Regions from separate parts of the Mus musculus genome. Here region 1 is linked to region 2. The links are chromatin contacts, called in public HiChIP or PLAC-seq maps. All regions are on one chromosome and are shown on one strand. Each heading gives the region's core, a stretch centred on a gene start, on an enhancer-like site or on the middle of the called end of the contact. The rest is flanking DNA. Distances are from core to core; before and after follow the strand shown.

Region 1 (4,423 bases), core at 1,607-4,106, 420 kb before region 2:
GGGGATTGATTCCCTGTCTCCACCTCCCAAATGCTGGGATTGCAGGTGTGTGCCTGGCCTCTGTTTATGGGGGTTCCTAGGGGTCACATTTTCATCTGCATACTTGTGTAGCCACTGTTTTACCCATGAGTCATCACTTGAGCTCCCCACTTGGTCTCTGAGAAAGGTGTGTGGGGGAAGTTGGAGAAACGAGGACTGCAGTTGAATGACTGGCGGGTTGGATGAGGCCAGGTGGAAACTGCACAGGAGAGGTTATGGGAGAAAGAATGCGGAGGAAAAGAGTTGGCAAAAGATTGAGCCTGACACACAGGGAGTGAGGTTCACAGAAGGCTGGGTGAACACTGAGCTCCAGTCTCTGGAGACACGGTGACGCCCCTACTAACATACAGGGCTGAATGTACAGCTGGTGCACATTGCACGGAAATAGCCATCGACAGGAGGAAACTAGAAGCTGATGGGCGGATAGGTTGTGAGATGTGGGGCTCCCGGGAGCTCAATGTGACCCCCGGTCACAGAGGTCAGGATGAGAGAACACCGGTCAGAGTTTGTGGTGCTTGTGCTATTGCTAGCAATTTTTCCAGTGTCTGCTAGAGTGAGCCAGGAAAGGGAGACAGATGTGAATGGAGTCCCCGCAGTGCTGATGGGGTTCAAGTGACGGGTCTGTTAACAGCTTTCTTCTTCCGAAGCTCAATTTCCCTTCATAGTTTTGCTTGAGCTCAGTTTCCTTAGAAGCCACCTTAGTTTATGTGCTGGGCATCTCTTTGGTATTGACTTAATCTTTTAATCACCATACCTGATTCCAGCTTGACCTAATGCTGGCCTGTCATGGATCCTGTCAAGAACATAAGTCTAAGGTGCTCAATTTCTGCTTCTCTCTGAAGGGCCAGTCAGAGCTTCCAGCACACAGGCTGCAGCTGTGGTTGCTACAAATCATTGACCAGATTTCTGTTGCTTTAAAAAAGAAAGAAAGAAAGAAAGAAAGAAAGAAAGAAAGAAAGAAAGAAAGAAAAGAAAAGAAAGGAAGGAAGGAAGGAAGAAAGGAAGAAAGAAAGAAAGAGAAAAGAAAGATGGATGTAATACAAACCTGGTGGTGTAGGCCTCAGGGCAGAGCAGGAAAAGGCAAATTCATCCCCCTGACACTTGGAAGTACCAAGGGCAGAAAGTGGACCCAGCTAATTTATGGCTCATGCTCACGAGCAGGCGTGCAGGGAACTGGGGAAAGATCCTAGACTCAAGACCAGAGCTGGCAGGCAGTGAGTTGGGCAGAGCACAGCTTACACCTCCCCTGGCTGGAGCCCAGCTGCAGCCTGGGTGCTGTGCAGCGGAGAATGTTGGCCATCAGGCCTTTGGGGAATGTACAGTTGATGCTGAGTGCCGGGGGAGGCTTCAGAGCCGTTTGACATTAGATTATGAGACAGTAAATAATTAGCACTCTTCTATTTACATTTTTTTTCTATAGGTTTTTGGCTTTTCTTAATGTGCTTTTTTTTTTTTTTAATGGGGATAGGGATTGGTACCCAGGAACATGCATAATTTTGTATACATGGGTTTTTTTTTCTAATAGAAAAACCATGTTATCCATAACTCAGCTCTGAAGTTTCACCAGGTCCACTTGTGAGTGAGCATGTCATGTCACTTGCTCTCTAGGAATTTGTTCTTGTATTGTTAACACATACGTGAACCCTCCTTCCCTGGGGTGTGTGTGTGTGTGTGTGTGTGTGTGTGTGTGTGTGTGTGTGTATGGACACAGATGCTCTGCAGAATGACAAAGGCATTATAGGTAATGGGACATAGATTCTAATGAAGAAAAGGCAGGCTAAGACCCTAAGTCAGAAGAAGGGGAAGATGGTCTGAGCTGACACTCTCCTTGTCCCAGGGTTACCTTGCTTTTGGCCAGATCGTCCTAACGTAGGTGTTAGGAATGGTATAGCTCACTGTTGAAGCTCAGGACAGCCCGTTGGAAAAGTTGCAGGTCCCATGCAGAGCTGGGCAGAAGCAGTCTGCTCTTTTTCCTTTGATAGCCCCAAGCCAGGCAGTATAGTCTGTTCATGGAAGAGGATTCTTGGAGAAGTTGTAACTGATTTGGGGGAACAGCTGGATTCGTCAGCCTCTAGGTGTCTGAATCCTAGGGAGGGTTACCTGTGACCCAACTATTTCCTGGGTGTTCAGGGCTTTAGAACTACACATCTCTGAAGCACTTAGAAACATGTAGTGTTTGCTACTACAGACCACCACTGCTGTTCAGATCCCCTGCTGGCAGCCTACCTTGAAGAGAAGACCCTCCTGGTGAGGTAGAGTGCTAGCCTTGGATGTCACCCAAATGGGTACCTGCTGTGCATGAGCGCTGTGCCAAGCACCAACTCAGAAAAGAGGAGGAAGTCTTAATGGTAACAATACACTGTGACAGCAGCTGAACTGGAGTTCCTTTTATGAGATTTAGACTGAAACAATGTCACAAAGCTGATGGACTTCTGTGGTCAGGCAGATGATGAAGCCAGAGGAGAAAGTCCCTCCCCTTTGATCTGATACGTCTTCTGACGCTGAACAAGGCAATGCTCCAGAGGCCGGCACACATGGCTCATGCATTTGAAACATCCTGCCTGCCTTCCTGCCTGATTATTTCGACACTTGAATATTTTCCCTAGTTACCTGGGAGACACTTTTTCCTTTTAGGGTTGAAAACAAACATAAATCCACAGCAGTGTTAATGACCGTGAAGGTGATGCTGTCTGTGCGGTCACCAACTTTCTCCAGGTGAGGAAGGAGCTGCCAGGGTGCTTTCCCTTGATGGAGAACAAAGCCGGTGGCGAGCTTTACTTGCTAGGAGCCAGAGTGTTTGAATGTATTGCCACATTTTTTTCCTGACTCACATTCTGTGTGTTTCCTCGTTGCTCAGGGTGAGCTAGTCGTTCTGCAGTATGGGGGATCCATGGGAAGAAATGAGTTTTGTGGCTGAGTGACAAGAGGAAAAAAAAGGGCTGGGCCCTATGACGTGACACGGTGGGAGGAAAGACCATCAGCCAAGGACAAATTGGTCGGGGAACATTCCTCTGGCTGTCCTCCATCCAGGGGAGAAGAAGCTGGGGATGTGACAAGGTCAGGGGAGGCCCCAAGGTCAGTTTCAGTGGACACCCTGTGGCCTGGGGCTGGATTTCCTGAAAGGGCTGTGTGGGTTCCTGACTGCCTGGAGAAGATTTGAGAGGTCAGAGCCTCTACAGAGGCAGCAGCGTCTGTCTGTATCTGCAGTGGTTAGTCTGTCTGCCTACTCCCAGGCCTCTCTGTGAATATCTGCTGAACATGCGTGGCAGCATCTCCAGAGAAAGGAGAGAGTCCTGCCCTCTGCTGTGTAAAGCTCTGGCTGGGGAGCTGGCAAGAACGAAGACGCGAGTTCAGTTCCCCGGCACTCACAGAAAAAGACAGATGAGGGATCTGTAATCCCAGCACTGCTGAGGTGGAGACAGGTGGATTCCCGGAGCTTGCTGGCCAGCCAATGTCGCCAAACAGGACAGCGGCAAAGCTCAGTGGCAGGTCTTATCTCAAAAAATGAGGTGAAGGGCTGGACAGATAGATGGCTTGCTTGGCTGTTAAATACTAGACATACAGGCCAGAAGATGGGAATTTGGGTCCATAGAAACCCATGTGAAACAACAAGGGGGTGTGGTATCTGCTTGTAATTCCAGCCTTTGGAGGCAGAGCTGGGTTCTCCAGAGCAAGCTGGCTAGCAAGACTAGTCATATTGGAAAGCTCTGCGTTTGATAGAGAGTCCCTGCCCCAGTGAAAAGGGAAACTGATCAAACATGATTCCACTTATCTATGCCTGTGCATAAAGATGTAGAGGAGGAGGAAGAGGAGGAGGAGGAGGAGGAAGAGGAAGAGGAAGAAGAAGAAGAAGAAGAAGAAGAAGAAGAAGAAGAAGAAGAAGAAGAGAACAACAACAACAACAATGACAACAACAACACACACGAAACATGAAAAAAAGGGATAAAAATAAGGTGGCTAGCAATTAAGGAAGACATTTGACACAGACCTCTGGTTTCTACATGTGTGCACATCCCAGTAAGAGAAGAACATCATGTTTATCATTCAGCCACTCGTCCATCCATCCAGCCAGCTTTTTCTTGCTCCCTGCCTTCTCCCAGGCAGTGTATCTGGATGCTGGTGTTTATAACGGTAATTACAGTCTCTTGCCTTTAGAGACTGTATCTATATCTATCTGTTGCCTTTAGAGACCTTCCTAACTCTCTAGGAGCAAGTGTAGGCAGATGGTGTCTGATACCTGTTCAAAGACAAGAGTTCCTTCTCTTAAGGTTCGAGGCTGTGCCCCTCCCTCTCAGCTGGCATGTTTGCACATTATTTTATTAGTTAACAGTTAATGCTAACTGTTGCTGCCATGCCCAGCCTTTTGACATTGCAGTAGGACGTT
Region 2 (4,129 bases), core at 390-2,889:
TTCTTTCTGAGCACATCCTCAGAGGGACCTGGTGTTTTACATCTGTCACTGGCAACCAGGCAACTCATTGCTATTTTGTTTTTCCTTTTTCCAATTTGTTCACTATGGGGTGTGCACATTTCTGTGTATAGATGGGCACACGTCTGTGGAAGTGTATGCATTTGTGTTTGCATGCGTGTGGGGGCCAGAGGTTGAAGCTGGCAATCATCTCCATCATTCCTGTACCTCATCCTTTGAGGCAGGGTTCCTCAGTGACATCCAGAGGTCACCAATATGGCTAGAGTCTCCCAGGCCAGCTCTGAAGAGCCTTTCTCTGTACCTCCCAAAGCTGGATTTAGAGGCAGACCACTATGTCCAGCTGGAATTTAAGTGGCTTCTAGGGTCTAAACTCTGGTTTTCACACTTCCATGGCAAGAGTTTTAGCCGCTGGGTTATCTCCTCAGCCGTCTCACGTAGGCCTGCCTGTCCTCAAACTGAGTATGTCTTTAAAGATGACCCCAGGTCTTCCTGCCTCCACTTCTGGGTGCTAGGGTCATGTGGGGTGGCTCTTAGGTCCATTAATTATCCATTGGTCAGTGCTGGAGACATGACACATAGCATGATTTGTAGCTTCCCTCCCCCACCTCCAATTATTCCTTTGTGACAATGATTGACATGCTTTCTTCCCCTCCAGATCCACCCTCATGCTGTCTCTCAAACCCACAGTTTTCAGCCTCCCTGTAAGCTTCTCTTTGTTTTTGTTGTGCCCTGTCCCCATCCAGATCAAAGCCATCATACCCACAGCAGCCAATGTATCCCTTCAGGATTGCTGACCACACAGCCTCTGTATTTCTAGCTCATTTCATCTGTGCTTTGCCCACACAACAGGGTAGGAACATCTGGGCTCTTGGATTCTTGGAGTCACCTTTGCACCCAAGGCTCATGTGGCCAGGTGTCCTGCATGTTCCCAGAGGGGCCTCCGCCCACCCTTGGCCAGCTTTCTATCTCCTGCCTCAAGTTTGAATGTCTGGATAGTTTCTACTTTCTGAGTCTCAGACGTATGTGTCTTTGAAAACTGGCTCTGTTTCTATCACAGTCTTCCGTTTATTTAAATATGTGCTATCTAACTATACTCTAAAACATCCCCCACCATGAAAGAGAAACTAAACAGATCAAAAATAAATAAATAGATAAATCACCCTTTAATCAGTGCTCACTGTCTTAATGGGGGCTTCAGACAAACTCCTCTTAGGGGAAGGGATGAGCACAGAGCTGTTTGCAGGGAGGGGGAGCAGGCATGTGAAGTTGGCTTGGAGCACCACTCTGTCTTGTCACGGCACTGCCTTTGATCTTTAATTTGAGCCATTCTGGGCAGGGCTCTGTGCACTCTGAAAACACGCTGTGTGATTAAAAAATGTGCACTGCATCAGCCAAAACATTTGTTTATATTTTACCCGCAATTTCAGGGTTCTTGTTTCTTGTCATGCTTTCCCTGAGAACTCTCTTTATGTAATTAAAGAGGTGTGAGTGCTCTGAACATGACTGTGCAGGAGAATGTGAAGCTGGGGTCCTTGGTCTGAAGACAGAGAGAGGCCCTCTCAAGCATGGAGTCCACAAGACATGACTAATCGACCTCCAAGTGTGAAGGCCACAGGGCATGACTAATCGACCTCCACTGCATTGTTTGAAGATGGTCACAGAGGGCTGGGAATATAGCTCAGTGGTATGTGCCTTACTTTGCATGCAAGTACTTTGCATGCCCTTTTACAAGGCCCTGAAAAAAAAAAAAGAAGGAAGGAAGGAAGGAAGGAAGGAAGGAAGGAAGGAAGGAAGGAGAGGGGAGGGGAGGGGAGGGGAGGGGAGGGGAGGGGAGGGGAGGGGAGGGGAGGGGAGGGGAGGGGAGGGGAGGGAGGATGGATGGTAACACCAACCCACAATACCCAGAGAAGAAAGAGCCTCACAAAGACTGAGGTCCTCTAAGCAGAGCCCTAGTGTTCCTTGGGAAATTAAACTCATGAATGTGTGTCTCCATTTCCAACAGTAATTTCTCCATAGTAACATCCCCCTTTGCCACAGAGATGCCCTGTGCATTGCAGGACTTTCATCAGCATCCACAGCCTCTGTCCACCAGATGCCAATAGCACACCTCCCTTGCTGCCAGTTGTAGAATCAAACTTATCTCCAGATATTTCCAAATGTTGTCTTGGGTGCTTGAAGTTCCTCCAGCAAAGAAGGCTTGGGCCACTTTAGTTTCATTAACTAGGGAGCAGGAAAGGCAAGGCAAGGCAAGGCAAGGCAAACAGCCTTACCAAATACCTGTGTCTCTTTTCCTGGCCTTGCATAGTGGCTGGTAGAGCTCATGAGATAAAGAAGGCCTATGCCTTTTTTTTCCTTCCAGGGTGTCAGGAAAGAAAGAGGGGAGGAGACTGGATGACAGCTCATATCCCAGTATCATCCTTAGCTTCAGCTGTCAGCTTGACACAAACCTAGAGTCAGTCACCTGGGAAAGGGGCATCTCAGCTGAGAAATCGCTTTCATCAGACTGGCCTGTGGACGTGTCTGTGAGGCATTTCTCTTTATTGTTAGTTGGTGTAGGAGGGCCCAGCTCACTGTGGGCGGTTCCATCCCTAGGCAAGTGGACCTGAACTTACTGGTAAGCAGGACTCCTTCATAGTGGCTGTTTCAGCTTCTACTTGCAGGCTCCTGTCTGGAGCTGTTGTGACTTCATGATGGAGGAGAACCTGTAAAATGAGATAAACCATTTTCTCCCCAGGTTGTTGTTAGTCTTGGTGTTTATCACATCAGCAGAAAGCTAAGAGCAGCCAGTCTGTAAGAGGAGGATCCCTAAAGGGAAAGAAAGGGTCTTAGGCACTGAAACCTAAAACACTCGCAGAGATAGGGCTCTTTGGTCTAGCAGTCAGCCCTTCTCAATGCCCACAGTTCTAGTTAACTGGGAAATAGGAAATATTTCAGAGTGTCAGTTGAGGGCAGCAGCTCTGTTGGTAAAGTGCTTGCTTGCCGTGTAAGGAGGAGAACCTGAGCCCAATCCATAGCACTCAATGTGAAAAATCTAGGTACAGTGATATGAGCGATGTGAGCTTGTAATCCCAGCTCGGGAGGGGTGGGGACATGTGGATCCCCAGTGCTTACTGGGCAGCCAGTCTTGTATAATCAGCAAGTTCCAGGCTATGGAGAGATCCTGTCTCAAACAACAGGGTCTGAGAGATAACGTTCAAGGTTGACTTCTTGCCTTCACTTCTGTGCCTGACACATGTACATTCATTCATTCATTCATTCATTCTCTCTCTCTCTCTCTCTCTCTCTCTCTCTCTCTCATACACACACACACACACACACACACACACACACACACACACACAGTGGGTATCTTGTGACAACCCACTGTTTTCCTCTGTAATGTATAAGATTCATCCTTAAGAGAGAAGCCAAGCAATAGGACACTTGGGTTTCTAGGTTTCCAGTCATACCACCCAGGACCCTGAGCTACAGATGTGTGACCACTTCACACTGTTATTTCTACTATCACAGGGAAATGGCATGTTTAACTTCTGGGCTCATGTCTTATGAACAGAAAGAGCTTAGGAAAATGAACGGCTTGACCTCACTAGGCCTCAGTTTCCCCATCTGTCAAATGAGTAATCATCAGACCTGCCTCCAAGAATAAGATAACCCAGCAAGCACTGGGGGGGGGGGGCACTCTAGGGACATCAGCTTCTATTGCTGACTATTCTTGGGCACCAACATGAGGGCTCAAGAAGTCCTGCTCTGTATTCCATGGAAATGTTTTCTGAATGGTTGCCTCCCCCTTCCTGCCAGAGCTCTGGGCCACCTTCCTGTAATGTCTACCTTTCTTTGCCACTCAACTGATCTTTGTTTAGGTGTGTCTAGAGTCATTGTCTACTCATGACCATTGCCTGCAGTTTTCTACAACCAACAGGCTAAAATCCAAATGCCATACGGTCAGAATAGAATCCTTAGGCAACGCTGTGGTCCTCCAGCATGCTGGAATCGTTAGCTGTGGTTCCCATGACCAAAGAGTGCTGACTGGCTTTCCATGCCTGGATTCTGAATGCCTGTCTTGTTTTCAAGCCACTCTCAGTGTTGGTCAAATGAAGTTCCCTGTCCACAG

Evidence for each region. HiChIP or PLAC-seq counts read pairs in DNA pulled down with a chosen protein or histone mark.
Region 1: an HNF4G HiChIP or PLAC-seq map of pancreatic cancer cells shows a contact between it and region 2. The contact joins two enhancer-like sites.

Annotation. Positions count from the first base shown.
Region 1 is chr9:60,503,219-60,507,641 of GRCm38.p6, reverse strand. The region is part of intron 1 of Thsd4 (thrombospondin, type I, domain containing 4); the gene reads left to right. Among named protein-coding and RNA genes, the nearest start is that of Thsd4, 5.6 kb to the left of the region's middle. Within about 2 kb of position 2,856, at least 50 of the 459 cell types and tissues checked have an H3K27ac peak or open chromatin away from gene starts, as enhancers often do. A contact at or near this core is called in pancreatic cancer cells, where this site is marked.
Region 2 is chr9:60,079,666-60,083,794 of GRCm38.p6, reverse strand. All of the region lies in intron 7 of Thsd4 (thrombospondin, type I, domain containing 4), which reads left to right. Among named protein-coding and RNA genes, the nearest start is that of Gm7616, 130 kb to the right of the region's middle. Within about 2 kb of position 1,639, at least 39 of the 459 cell types and tissues checked have an H3K27ac peak or open chromatin away from gene starts, as enhancers often do. A contact at or near this core is called in pancreatic cancer cells, where this site is marked.